Linked DNA regions of Oryza sativa: region 2 is linked to region 1. Evidence: chromatin contacts called from public HiCAR-type data. All regions are on one chromosome and are shown on one strand. Each heading gives the region's core, a stretch centred on a gene start, on an enhancer-like site or on the middle of the called end of the contact. The rest is flanking DNA. Distances are from core to core; before and after follow the strand shown. Region 1 holds the start of LOC4325120 (NAC domain-containing protein 74-like). Region 2 holds the start of LOC9272566 (cyclic dof factor 2).

Evidence for each region. HiCAR-type assays count read pairs that join an accessible place to other places.
Region 2: a HiCAR-type map of leaf shows a contact between it and region 1, with 2.9 times the contacts expected there. The contact joins the promoter of LOC9272566 here to the promoter of LOC4325120 in region 1. A contact is called at or near these places in 2 of 4 datasets of contacts at active chromatin or transcription factors (both in leaf).

What each region holds. Positions count from the first base shown.
Region 1 is chr1:8,804,012-8,811,384 of ASM3414082v1, forward strand. LOC4325120 (NAC domain-containing protein 74-like) reads right to left here and starts at 5,615. Exons shown (of 5, transcript NM_001406190.1): 1 at 5,374-5,615; 2 at 4,255-4,429; 3 at 3,598-3,875; 4 at 2,794-3,147; 5 at 904-1,853. The coding sequence starts at 4,420. The coding sequence ends at 1,182. LOC4325119 reads left to right here. Exons shown (of 5, transcript XM_015794315.3): 5 at 67-646.
Region 2 is chr1:8,963,184-8,970,602 of ASM3414082v1, forward strand. It overlaps LOC9272566 (cyclic dof factor 2), which reads right to left and starts at 2,406. Exons shown (of 2, transcript XM_015762779.3): 1 at 2,069-2,406; 2 at 1-832. The coding sequence starts at 2,218.

The DNA of each region.
Region 1 (7,373 bases), core at 4,365-6,864:
TGTATCATTGCCATATATGATTACAAAGATAAATGTGCTTATCTTGCCCATGTATTTCTTTTCTAGAAATCCCTCTTGAAGAGGAGCTGTACTCCCAAGCGAGAGCAAGCATGCGGGAGCTGAAGTCAAGCCGAATCGGTGCAAATGATATGACATGGCTGTTGAACGACCTCCGCATTGAAGGTTTCTCCTAGCCATAGTCATATTCGGCCGCAAGCACTTGTCGTGCTGGAAAGGGTCTCGATAGTAGAATAACAGTTGATATAGTATACTATGCAACTGAGGTTTATTTCAGAGCCCAGTCGCAGTTTAGTAGCGAGTAATCTAACAGAAAAAGGGGATGATGGCCTTCAGAGTTGAGACCGAAGGTCCATTGCTGTGTTGCAAGGTTATATATAATCCAGCGTCCCAGCAATCTAGTTACTATGTTTTGTGGTTTTGTATTATTGGTTATGTGCCCCCTTTATTTTATGGTTGCAAATTCATATAGTTTGGGAACTTGCGTACATATTTGGAATCTTAACTCGGGAGATGCTATTTATTCATGACAACGCATCACAGAAGGCATGTAACGGTTATGTAATGTTGTTTGTCATCTTCGCAGACGTGGTAATATGATGGTCATGCATGTTTTTAACAGGGTAAATTGTTTGCAGTGGATTTGGATGTCATGTTTGCTCTACAATTCCTTGAAAGATTGCTGGAGAGAGTTCTGTCTTGTGCATTTAGATCCCTTTTACAAACTACGTTCCAGTGTTTCAAATAGCCGTACTCCCAACATATGACTACGATTAGTCAAACATGAGATTACTTCAACTAGAATACACAAAACTTCAGAGGAAAAATGCCGTAGTCATCCACAAGTGCGTGTATTTAGAATCATGCCATCATAACTGATACGGTATAGTACAATGCAAGCGGTTAATTATATAAATTTTCATCGTCAATTTTTTTTCATTTGTTCTTTTTTTTTTGAGGTTTTCTTCTACATTCGTCAACATAGTACTACTAGCTGGCGAGAACAAAAGTCGACCAAAACCGAAGATAATAATATGTACAAAACCAACACAAAAAAAACGGCGCATACATCAAATGTTCTGCACCAACCAAAGATCGGAGTTTGTTTACGTTTCTCCAGATTGCAAAAAGCATAGAAACCCAGTAACCTGCAAACCTAAAGGCTAGGTATGCTGCTGATCTCTCTGGCTTAATCCAAGGCGTTGGCCTATATGAAGCGCTACCACAGCGACTCCAATAGCGAAACCCGCAACAAGTATCATGTTCCATCGAGCATCCGAACAGCCTGCAAATGCATTTCGGATACCCCTGAGAAATCCTCGATTGCTGCTGAGCTCTGTACTTGGCTTCCCTGCGTCTGACCGCTTGGTAGAAGCTACATCATGCGCTTGGTTCTTCTGGTGCTCAACAAGACGACCACTGTTCTCAAACTTGATAGTCTGGTTGATAGATTCAGAACTACTCGTAGCCATCTTGTTGATCCCAACCCGCATTTTAGCCTGAGTTTTACCCTTGAACTGCGGCACACTAGTTTCAGGTGTTTTCATACTACGATAACGTCTTATAATTCCATTATCAGCAGCTTCATTCGACTGACTAGGCTCAGCATTGGCCTGGGGCGACCACAGTTCTTCCTTCTGAATTCCACTCCAAACATCGGTTGCATATTGAATGGGGTACTGATCCAAAGGATTCTGGAGCATATTGAAGTCATCTGTACCAGGGTGCAGTATGTTGTAAACATCTTCAGGCAACAAGTACTCCGTATCATCTACTACGTTCTCGTTAGGACTAGAATAGTCTTGTTCCACCTTTGGAGCCAAAGCACCTACGTTCTGTAAATTAAGAAGGAAGATAGCGCGATGAGCAAGTATGCACAGGCTAAGAACTGCAATCAAAACATAGTAGAATGGCAGAATGCACAGCACAATGACAAGTACAATTCATGATTTGCAGAAAATACATTGACTCCTAGGTTCCGTGTTAAAGAAAGAACATGGTATGAAAACACAACTACAGTCAACGTTTCCCCATAATATAACAGACCAGATACTTGGCAATAACCAGAAATCTCAGAAGAGGTGGAACAAACCGTAACACATAAGATAGCTTCAGTCCATGGTATATGCAAATCATGGCTATTTTTTAAAAAGTCAATCCAAACAAATCATAATAATTTTCAATGAGTTTCAAATATTATCCATGAGAATGCATTACTCCGGTGTTCCTAAAAAAATTACAAGCAAATCTTCTTTGTCAACCAGCAAAAGAAAATAAAAGGGCAGCCATACTAAGTCACAAAAAAAAATGGTCACAACATTGTGATTTGCCTATGTCTAGGTATCTCTAAAGGTCATTACCAGTCACATGCTTCATATTAGTATCAATTCCCAAGCAGTAACCAGTGCTGTACTAGGCTTAGTATCAATTCCCAAGCAGTAACCAGTGCTGTACTAGGCTCACAAACATTACTATAATGCAATGTTGTGTTTGGTTTCTATATGTTCGTGAAGTTATTCAGTATTTTGTCTATCAGAAATGCATTATGCAGATATATTAAATAGCAATCAGTATGCACAAGTGGACCAGTGAAGATCAATTTATTATGAGTAACAAGCATGTTAGATTTGTCCAACAGATTCTTGTTCATGCAATAGCCCGTTCTCATAGGGAGCTGGAGTCACTACAACATTCTAATAATGTCACTACAACATTCTAATAATTTATCCATTGAATTATTTAACCTGCAAACACAGTGACTGTGAAGAAACTCACCGATGATTCAACATTTTGTTCATCTGGAGACAGATCAGCAGAAGCCAGACTCTGTTCAGGGTCAAAGAAAGGATCAAATAGTTCATTCAACCAATCATCCAGATTAATGTCATCACTAGGAGATGGTATATTAGCAGTGATAGCTGACGTAGTAACACCGTCAGGTTCAGCAACGGTAACTGGTGCAGCTTCAACACCGACAACTGGTTCAGCAGCAGGATTTAGCTGTTCAGTACTGATAACTGATGGAGGAGCATCATATGGTTCTGGATGAGGATCACTGTTGTCCAACTCATTGCCATTCCCTGGGATCCAGTCATTTCTTTTGGTAATACGACAAAGTACATATGCATCCTGAGGGACAATAAAATAAAAGCCCTACATTAGATACTGGAATTCGCCCTTAGTCAGCAAATCATATGATTATATCATCTAAACCAGCAAGTTGTTTGAAGAGTGACATCAAGAAGGTACAGTGCACATTAATTTATATACTCCCTCCGTTTCAAAATGTTTGACACCGTTGATTTTTTAGCACATGTTTAACCGTTCGTCTTATTAAAAAAAATTTGTGAAATATGTAAAACTATATGTGTACATGAAAGTATATTTAACAATGAATCAAATGATATGAAAAGAATAAATAATTACTTAAATTTTTTGAATAAGACGAATAGTCAAACACGTACTAAAAAGTCAACGGTGTCAAATATTTTGAAACGGAGGGAGTATCATGTAAAGCCACAATATAGTTCTCTCTTTTCTAAATAAGCCACTTTAAAATCTTAATAATTAGTTCAATACCTTCATATCAGGGCAGGCTTGACATTCACGCTCATCTATATAGTACTCATGCATGATCCACTCAGTACGTCTCCCAGTGGGTGGGCGGCCTTCATGAAAAACTAAAGTTTTCTTCGTTCCTATAGTTTGCTTGCCCATTTTTATGGCTCGATCCTTTCCAGTGGATTTCCAATACCCAGCAACTGTTGCCCTATTTGACCGAGAACCGTTAGGATACTTTCTGTCACGAGCAGCGAAGAAATGCCACTTATTATCCTGAGTTGGAACATCGCACTTTGCTGTAATGTGAAATATCATCAGCAGTTTACATAATTAGATTCCAAGCGGCATACAAACAAAGGAAGCCAAAAAGTAGAAAAAAGAAACTCATCTATCAAAATAACAGGGCAGAGAATTGGACAAAGAAGATACATAATTGGCAATCAGTTGCATAATATTTAAAAAGGCAAAGGATGCAACAGTACTAAGAAATGACAACAGTACTAAGAATACAGAAAACATTCTGGTGCATTCCCCAGTGGTTCTTGCAAACATGAATGTTTCCATCTACCAGCATTATCTAGTTTAAATTGATGGTCAAATATTGACTCTTTTCTCATCAGCAAACTCTATGGAACGAAACAAATATAGGTTGTCATGGAATAATGTTCAACTTACCAGGTAAATCCCATGGTTCATGCTTGTATATATCCACCTCTGGAATGATCTCATATTCAATCTTTTGGCCATGTATTTTCTTTTTCAGATAGTGAGAAATGAGCTCAGTATCTTTTGGGTGGAATCCAAATCCTGGTGGGAGGACCATGTCACGTAAAGACTCCATGGTTCAAATCTGTGCATGAATCAAGAAAAGCAAACATGATCAGGGAGAATCTAAAACGGCATGGGTATTTAGCACAACGACTTACTGCCTAAAAACTAAAGAACATAAGTGACGATCTTATAAATCTTTCTAGAAAGATTCTCAACACAAACGTTGGCGATTTTAGTATGCTCATGGAGTAACATCCCCAAGCATTTTACAGAAGATAAACATGGAGGCAAACTAACAAAAATCCATATGAACAATGATGCTTCCTCCTTTCTAATTATTGACAATTTCAGGTTCAAAGCAAGCAGGGGAGGAAATTCTAAAATGATTAGTAGGAATATGGTAATAACTCCAAATTTCACATTAAACCACCTGAAAAGTGGGGTGATATCCTATTATAGGCTAGCTAAAATGGGAAAAGAAAAAACAATCGGGAATTCACTGATTTATCATCCTATTGAAGCACTGAAGGAAGAGCAGCTATCCTAATTCCCCAAATACCGAACTACTTCAAGAACACCATTTCTTCGCACAACCAACCAACCGACCGATCCACTCGGATTTCGACGGGGTCGCAACCAATCCCCATTACGCGCGTCTCGAATCCCCCAAGAATCTGCCCCCCGAATCGAAAACCCCAGGAGGCAAAAAAAAAAAAAAGAATAAGAAAAATTCCGCGGCAAAGATCCGCAATCGGCGAGTGATCGCAACCCCTAAACGAAGATCTCGATCGAAGAATCACCCTAAAACCCCCCACCTCCCGAGACGAGACGAAACAACTACCCCTAACATGAACGAACGCTAAACAACAAAAAAATCCCCCGCACCAAGACGAAACCCCCCAACAACGAGCGGGGACGTCGTCAAGCGCGGAACAATCCAAATCACCTAACCAAACACACACGCAGAGTCGAGGCCAGTCGCGGCGCGGCGCGGAGCGGGGAGGAGTCAGTCAACCCACTCACCTCCGGGAACGGGAAGAATCAGAGCCGCGCGGCGCGACGGCTCCCCGGTGCACCCCCTTCCCCCCCGGGCACGAGCGGCGGGTACCCCGGAGCTGGCTCGCGCGCGTCGTTGGGGTGGACTACTACTACTGCTGGTTCGCCATCGACGCCATGGATGGCGAGGCGAGCGAGAGAAAAAAAAGGGGAGGAGGAGGAGGGTGACGTGGCGGGCGAAGCAGCGAGGAAGCTAGGGATGGATGGGTAGGAGGCCGCGCTGCGGGCTCAACGCGCTTTTATATAAACCGCGGCCCGGGTTGGGTCGTTTGCTTAACGCGGGCGACCTGCGGGTCCGCGTGCGGCTGACGCGTGGGGCCCACTGGACCGTGGGGGGTGGGGACTGGCGGGGTGGGGCCCGTGGCCCACTTGGCGCTCTTCCAGTCCGTGCCGCCCAAGTTTCCGCCCCCGCCACCTCCACGTGGGCGAGGGGCTCGTCCGGGCGACACGTGTCGAGCCGCTAGCAATGGATGGACTGATGGATCGAGCCACAGAGAGCGCGCAAAGTGTGGTGCGGCTGCTGATGCTGCATGGCTGACGGAAGAAAGAACACATGACAGCTGGTGTTCTTGTCTCGTAAGATAGGAGATGATTTTAGAGCATGCAAAAAAACAATAAAACCATAAAGGTATGGTTAATAAAATTTTAATTTATTACAAATTTGCAAAATAGATCAATTTTATATTTGAAGCAACTTTTATATGTAAGGTTGTTATGTGAAACGTACCATTTAACATGCTAACAGCTTTAAAATTAAGCGTGTTAACAAGTGAATGTCCCCATCGTTTCTCTTATTCGTGGAATAAGCGAAACGGCATATTTGCAAAAAAAATAATTTGTGAATAAAACTTTTATATACGTGTTCTTAGCAATTTAAAAGTAAAGGCTAAAAAATAAACTTCGATGAAAAAACCTTAAAATCAATTCTAAATTTAAGATTAAAAATTTAAATTTTAAGTGATAAGCATAAGTATAAGCGAAAAGAGAGGGGGGGGGGGGGGCGTGCACGGTGCATCCATCCATCCAGGGGTGATCCAGCTGTTGCCTAGTTGCCCAAGAGGCCAGGAAACGTGTAGAGTATGAGAAGAGCGTTTGAAAATTATTAACCTGGTTAATTCTGACTACAATTCAACAGAGAAATGCGTAATTTCTTTACTGATCATGGCTGATCGACTGTTTTGTGTAAAATTCGTAGACTCAAATCGCTTTCGGTTTCTTCACCGGGGACAGTTCACCTAGCAGAGAGAGTAGATAGATATATTTCTGTATCCTTTTCTATACAATTCTCACACTCTACACCCAGATTTTGACTGCGTACAATAGCTGGCAATGCAATCGATCGGAGTAGAGGAGAGGAAACTGCCTGGAAACAGGCAGCTGGCGTGCGTCATCATCTGCGTGGAAAAAGAGGGCAGCAGCAGCAGCCAACATCACCCAGCCAATGGCGTCCGTAATAATAATCGATGATCATCTCCCTTGCGTTCCGTTAAACGTTTGCATCTGCTGGAGATCTTTTCAGGATTGCAACAGATTAGATGCTCCAATCTGCTCTGCCTTTTTATTCCCTCCATAATTTGGCCTGTACTTTAATTTCTTCGTGCAAAAAAAAAAACATAACCCGGTTAATTCTAACGACAATTCAACAGAGAATAAGACATAATCTAACACGATGAAAGACATCGTGCTATATCATGTTAAACGCTAATTAGGTTAGATTTTTTTTGACGGTGAGAGTACTCATCTTCACTTTCTCTAAGAGCAGGTACAATAGCAGGCTATAAGCCAGCTATATACATATTTTAAAGAGATAAATGAAGAGAGAATAGCGGCGGGTTACAGATTTGTAGCCAGTTACAACACAGACTCCAAGACGTAATGTGTGTATGACATGTAGGACCAGATATTAATAGTATAATAAATAACTATTTTATGAATTGGCTATTACATTGGCTATAAATGATTTGGAG
Region 2 (7,419 bases), core at 1,156-3,655, 160 kb after region 1:
CTTGGGCTGCATTTTCAGGTAACACGTTGTGTGATGTGATTGAAGAGATGCAAGAGTTATCTTCCTGATTTTCACCCGTTGGTACTGCTGCAGCATTGGTTCCATTCTGCTCCTGAATGTTCAGCACTGATGCCATCGATTCACAGAGTGGCACCTCAGGCCCAAATTTGAGAACTGTTTCGTTTCTGCCAATTGGTTGTATAGGGGTCGAATGCGCAGATGCGAAAGCTTCAGGGTTCATTGACTTGGATATTTCCACTCTAGACCCCATCATGCAATCAGGGGCCATCAGTAAGTGACGGTAGTGCAACGATGAGCTCTTGCTTTTGCGCCTCCCAGCACCAACAGGTACATTTCTCATGGTTCCCCCGGCAGTCCAATACCTTTGGCAGTTCTTACAGAAGTGCCTGGGTTGATTAACATTGTAGTTGTTGTAATAACAAAACTTTGTGTCCATACTGTTGCACCGAGGGCAAGGGAGAATCTTATCTGGCTTCTTAAGTACTTTGTCCTGGCCTGATTCATCATTTGCTGTCTTTTCATTTTCATCTTTTGAGTCTGATGCTGCTTTCTCTTCAACGTTGTTCATCTGACCCTGATCTTCTTTTTTATTGTCCAAGGTAGATCTGCTGACTGGCTCTATGCTTTCTATTGACTCTGATGCATCAACCCTCATTTCATCATTTCCCTTCTCTTCTGGCACATCAGCCGTCACTTCATTATCCTTTTTCTCTTGTGGTGCATCGACCTTCATTTCGTTATCTTCCTCCTCTTGTGGCACATCAACCTTCATTTCATCATATTTTCTTTCTTCTGTTTCCTTGTGATGATCCTAAAATATTGCCGTAGTGGATATTAGCAAGGTACTTCAGTTCAAACTTCAAAGAAACCTCTAATAATGAAACCCTTTTTGAAAAAAAATCACTTTAGCAGGAAGTTTGGAAATTAAAGAAATGTAATAGGATCACAAGTCTATGGCATGGCAAAAGATAAATAATATCATGAATGAATCTTTCAAGCAAATGATATGCAACTATAATCACCTTTATTCAGCTTTGTGTTTCTTTTCTTCCAAAGAAGAGACATGTTAGCAAGCAGATATTCTACCTTTATGGGCCTAACACTTATTGTGTTGCTCCAAACATTGAAAATTGGGAGCATGAAACTATGAGGTGTACACCGGTATGTAAATTCATAAGTTGGGTATCTGAACAATTTGGACATGCTAATCCAAGCCCAGTTGCACAGATCCTAATTCAATCGACTTTAGCTTCATCCATCCACAGAACATGCTGCAGAGAGATATGCCAAGATGATCCGAAGGACAACGGCCAATCATCACTAAAAATAAAATCATGCAGGTATTCTACTCTTATCTATTCACCGTCTCGTTCTGCCTCAGTACAATCGGCTACGCGGATTAATTGCTTTTACTGAAACCAGAACACATCCTAATTACTAGCTGAGAAAAAAAGCTGACCACTCTTTCGCTAAATGAAAGCGAAAAGCCATGGTGTAGAAAGAGAAAGACCACCACATGCTCAAAAGAACCTTAGATTTTGCATGGATGTCCTACTTTACACTCCTAACCACTTTTTGAGGAGGCAAGGATGATTACACCCAAAGTACCCAACCAACCAATTATGCTAATTGCCCTCTCTCACCTGCAAATACCCCCAATCACAATTAGCAATAACACAGAACAATTATGGGCAATTCTCTACTTAACTGCCGCCTAAGTCGAAGACAAGGACAAAACATGGTGTACGGACAGGTAGGATCATCCTAATTCTTGGCCTTATCCACACACCTAAAATCCAAACTGAACCTTTTTTTTTTCATACACACCAACTGATCAGGGAAAGTGCACCGTAACTTTCACCCATGACCCATAGTTCGAATTCCTCACCTTAATCTGATCAAGAAGAGCTCAATTTCACAGAAACACATAAATAACAGCCTAAATTAAGCCGATCATATCAATCTTTTCCTTTCTCTTCCCCACAAAGCAACAAAACCCTCCAAACTCGAATGAAAAGCAACAAAATGCGCACGCGATTATTCTCACCTCATCCTGCGCCGCCGGCTCAACCTCCGCCGCCGCCGCCGCCGCCGCCTCCGGCTGGTCGGAGCCGTCCGCCGCCGCAGCAGCCTCAGCCTCTGGAGCCAGCGGGATCACCCGCCCGAAGAGCTTTATGCCCGGATCCTTGTCACACATCCTCGATCCCCCCTCACCCACCAACAACCCGACAACCACCGTGATCCTCCGCCGCCGCCGCCGCAGCCGCTGACCGGAGCGGCGAGAGAAGAGAAGACGAGAGGGGCTAATTTGGAAATAAAACTAGCTAAGCTAGTCTCCTCTACGCATGGGACGAAATGGGAACAAAAAAGAGCACGAGAAATTTCATTTCAGAGGGGATTGCTCTTGCTATATTAAAGAAGGGGATTAACCCTCTTATACCCTCCCAAAACCCACTATTCTCAAACACACCCCTATAAAAGTTCGGAGCAACATCGGTTAGCATAATAAGCCAAAGCAAAAGCCAAAATTTGAATTTTTAAACTTGATTTTGAAGTTAAGATGTTTTCGATGTAATTTCTTGATAGTATTGGCTTTTAAATCGCTACGAACAAATATATACCTATAAATAACTTTTATTTCCTAATAAGCTGCTTTGTCATATCCGAGAATATGAGCAATCGATGAGGCTCTTGCATACTCCCTCTATCCCATAAAAAATCAATATAGTAGTACTTAATATGACACATCATAATACAACGAATTTAGATATGTCTCTGTCTAAATTCGTTGTATTAAGATGTGTCATATACTCTCTCCGTCCCATAATATAAGGGATTTTGATTTTTTCCTTGCACTGTTTGACCACTCATCTTATTAAAAAAAAATTATGCAAATATAAAAAAGGAAAAGTTGTGCTTAAAGTACTTTGTATAATAAAGTAAGTTACAAATAAAATAAATAATAATTTCAAAAAAATTAAATAAGACGAATGGTCAAATAGTGCAAGAAAAAAAACCAAAATCCCTAATATTAGGGAGTACTTGGTTTTTTTGGACGGAGGGAGCGTAGGTAAAGCCTGTACTGACAGGGAGTGTTTATGTAAATATCGGTTCATATAGGGGCGTGGAGGCGAATTGTCCGAGGCTCGGGATGGCGACGCGGGGGGCACCAGGGGCGGACAGCTGGCGTCCAGGTCAGCGGCGCGGGGGGCTCGTCAGCCACGAGTTCTCGTGGCTGGGAGGCGCCCGGGGTGACGTCAGCTGCTGCGGGCGGAAGGCAAGCGATCGAATCTCGCGAAAAAGCGGAGCCAAAAAGGGGCGGTCCAGGCGGCCACCCCGCCCCCCGCTTTTTCTCTTCTCCTTTCTTTTTCCTTCTCTTTTTTTCTTTCTTTCTCCTCTTCCTTTATCCTACGTGGCACGTGCTGGACGGAGGTGGGCCACGCGTGTCAGTGGGACGGCGCGTGGTGGGGGGCCTAGCGCAAGTGGGGAGTTGGTAGGGGTTCTAGCCTTCTAGGGGAGCTGACGGTGGGCCCGGTTGGCGCTGATTGGCTGATAATTTTTGTCACTCTTGAGCTGAACTGGCGTGGGAAATACAAGATAAATAAAATCACCAAGAATTGTAGTATAAAATCCGAACCCCAAATACCCAAAATTGGGGTAAAGTGACACCAACGTGAATTATATTTTTTTAAGAAAATTAAAATAACCAAGCGTTTTAGTATAAAATATTGAACCCCAAATACCGGAAAATTGGGGTAAAATGGCACCAATTGTTTTTTTTAAAAAAAAACAAGATTAGTACTCTCCCGTTTTACAATGTAAATCATTCTAAAATTTTCCATATTCATATTGACGTTAATTAATCTAGACATATAAATCTATCTAGATTCATTAACATCAACATAAATATAAGAAATCCTAGAATAACTTATATTATGAAACGGAGGAAGTATAAAACACCGAACCCCAAATACCATAAAATTGGGGTAAAAATGTCACCAAGCGTGAATTGTTTTTTTATATAAAAATTAGTATCACCAATAATTTTAGTAGTATAAAATACCGAACCCCACGTCCCCACGCTCTACTAAAAAAACCAGCTGCAGATCAAAATCCGTTAGCTCATGAGAATGGTCCCGTCGTGCTCGTAGGCCACGTGGCTAGAGATCTTTCCCTGGAGACAATCCCATCCACAAGTTTTGTTTTGAGTAAATTTTTTGAAAAAAAATAGTGGGATTCCAACATTTATTCGTGGCACTTGTTACTCGCTCTCGGTCTAAGCAAATCATGGATTTGGGTTGGTTTTGTGTGCACATGTGGGGCCCTGGGTTGCTCTCGTCCACGTGGTGTTGCGGATAAAATGGTGGTGAGAAAAGGACGTCCATTTGGTGGAATCAATGTGTCAAAATTTTGGATTTAGAAGTACGTGTTTACATATGCAAGGTCGCAAGAAACTTGTTTGAGCTACGGCTTATAAGTAGAAATGGTAAAAGGTTTAAATAGTGGACTAATTTTTTTCCTCATCTAAAAATATATGAGAGCAAGATGATAAAGTTGTATAAGAACATCCCCTGCAGCTCATCTAAATTTTATCCTCCATACTCCCATTTGGATGGCCATCCAAAAAAATTCCCACTCTATATAACTTTTCACTTCAACAGATCATCCATATTACATCCTACATATACCAACATCCTATATTTTACTAATATTTTTCAATTACCACACATTTTTACTCCTATTGCTCTCACCTTTCACCACTTAAAAAAAATCTTGGGAAGTGGGTAGTTGAGGATAGAGTGAGGAGAGAGAACCTCCATATTTGGCTTGGGAAGGGCTAGGTTTGGAGGACCTCCAAAAATGGAGTACGTGATAGAGACTCTGTTGGAGCACTGTTTTTCTCCTCCATACTCCAAATATCAGATGGATGACTAGATAGAGAAGCTGCTGGGGATGCTCTAAGTACCCATAGCTCATGACCCATTACCACCCCTATTTATAAGCCACAAACAATTTTGGACTTTAAACTCAATTCTCTCATTTTAAAACATAGGGGTTCACAATGTGCACAATCACCGTTGTAAATACCCACGCCCAACTTTTATAAACACATCGAGAAGACTGACATCTGAAAAAAAAACTCAACCTTAAAGTTAGTTTAGTGTGTTGTTTTATCCCTTCCTAATCTTTTAACTCTAAATTTAGACTGCTAGAATTTGAAGTACAAAAATCTTATCCAAAATTTTCTACTCCATTTGCTACGTACTCCATCTCGTCTTGGTTTATATATAATTCACAGTCGTAGTTATACGAGCAAATGCCAGTGGTGTGTGCTAGCGAAATTACCCAGAATTGATACGCATGTTGAGTATCATGTTGATGGCTTGTTTGGAGAGTTTAAGATTAAGAGAAGCAGCTGATAGGTAGCTAGCTTCTAAGAATCTGAAAAGGCTGGGTTTCCGAGCTTCTGACTTCTAGTTTATTTCTGAATTCTATAACTACAACTTAAGCTGAACTATTTGAAAGAACTTTTGATTGTAAGAAAAACTGCGGCAGCTATAAGCTCCCCAAATAGCCTTAGGCTACGCTCAGGAGGAGGGTTGGCACGTAAAACGAAGCACATATTATTGCATGATTAATTAAGTATTAATTATTTTTTTCAAAAATAGATTAATATGATTTTTTTAATATAACTTTCGTACAGATTTTTTTTTAAAAAAGCATACTCCCTCCGTTCTAAAATATAAGCATTTTTAGCATAGTGTTAAGTCAAATATTTTTAACTTTGACTATTAATAAAAAAATAAAAAATCAATCATATAAAATTGATGTTACTAGATATATCATTAAACAAACTATCATAATATACAACTCTTTTTATTTAAAACATCTTACTTTTATATATATTATTAGTTAAAGTAGTATGTCGTAAACCATATCAAACTTAAAAGTGTTTATATTTTGGGACAAAGAGAGTATCCTTCAGCAGTTTAAAAAGCGTGTGCGTGAAAAAAAAAAAAAAGTTGAGTTGGCCAAACTTGGGGGAGGAACGCGGCGCACGAAGCGGAAGCGTTCGAGGCTGCGACCGAGCGAAGCGTCCTTGGCCACAAGCAGGCGGGCAACCTTTTTTCTCTTGGAATCCTTTTCCAGTTTGAGGATCAGAACGGGCCCACCCCCATCTGCCGCTGTCCAACCAGCAGCAATCCACCATCTACTAGCAGCGGGGAAAAGGGAAAATGGCTCGCGGCGCGGGGGCCACTTTCCTTTCCACCCGCGGGCCGCGGCCACGTCCACTTGTCACGTCTTCTTCTCTCCGCCGTCCACGGTTCGGTCTCCCGGCGCACGAACGACGGCGCGAACACATAAAAATACCGCGGCGCGCCGCGCGTCGCGTACTCGAGTCCACCACCGCTGTGGGCCCCGGCACCTTTTTCCTCCAAAGCGGGTGGTGTGGGACCAGGAGAAGTACGGCTACGTCGCCTGCTATGCTGTCTACTAGTATATGTTTGTGAGGCCCACCTGTAGGTGGCTGTGGCTCGGAGTCGGAGTGAGGTTTGTGGTGGGAGTGCTTTTTGTAGGTTTGTGGTGCGGGTTGCGTCCACCGTACGCGCGGCGGCTCATGGGCCGTGCCAAGTGGCGCTGGTGGGGCCCGCAGGTTGCAGAGAAGGATTCTCCGGTGAACCACACTGTTCGTGGCTGCCGCCTGCAGGGATTTTGCCTCCGGCGAAAGGCATACCAACCGGCTTTGCTTCGTTTGTCTGACTATAACAAAGATCATGCTTGTGAGACATGAATAAATAAATAAATAAATAGAATGAAATTTTCTGGATCCCAAGCAAATATTTCATTTGCATTTTTTTCCAATCATGGAAAGTACATTCATTATAACTGTTTTTTCTTATCCTTCCTCGTGTCCTGTCGAAACAGCCTAGCTACGATATTTTTACTCTCTTGACCCTCTTCCTCCTTAATTTTGGTGGCCTTGCTGCTGCTAGCGGGAGAGAGAGAGGTCAAACTCCTCCCAATCGTTAGTACTAATACCGTAGTTGAGTTAGTCTCGCAGTCGAGCCATTCTCGTTGATGGGTTCTCATTTTAATTTTCTTCTTGCTACGACTTAAATTACTTCATTTTTCCCGTGTTTCAATCAAATGCTAGTTTTGAAACTTTCATGTGTTTTAAAAATTTTATAAGAATCTAATGAGCATGACATTCCATTCCTATATTTTCTCTATCCCTATGTTTTGAGTCTTGCATTTCAAATGGGGCCTTAATCTCTAACTCTTGCTCAATGGATTGGGCCTGGTTGTAGTTTTACAAATTTACAATACAATAATGTAGAAGGGAAAGTCTATTTTTTTCTCCCTTGATTATAAGTCGAGTCTGATTGGCATCCACTA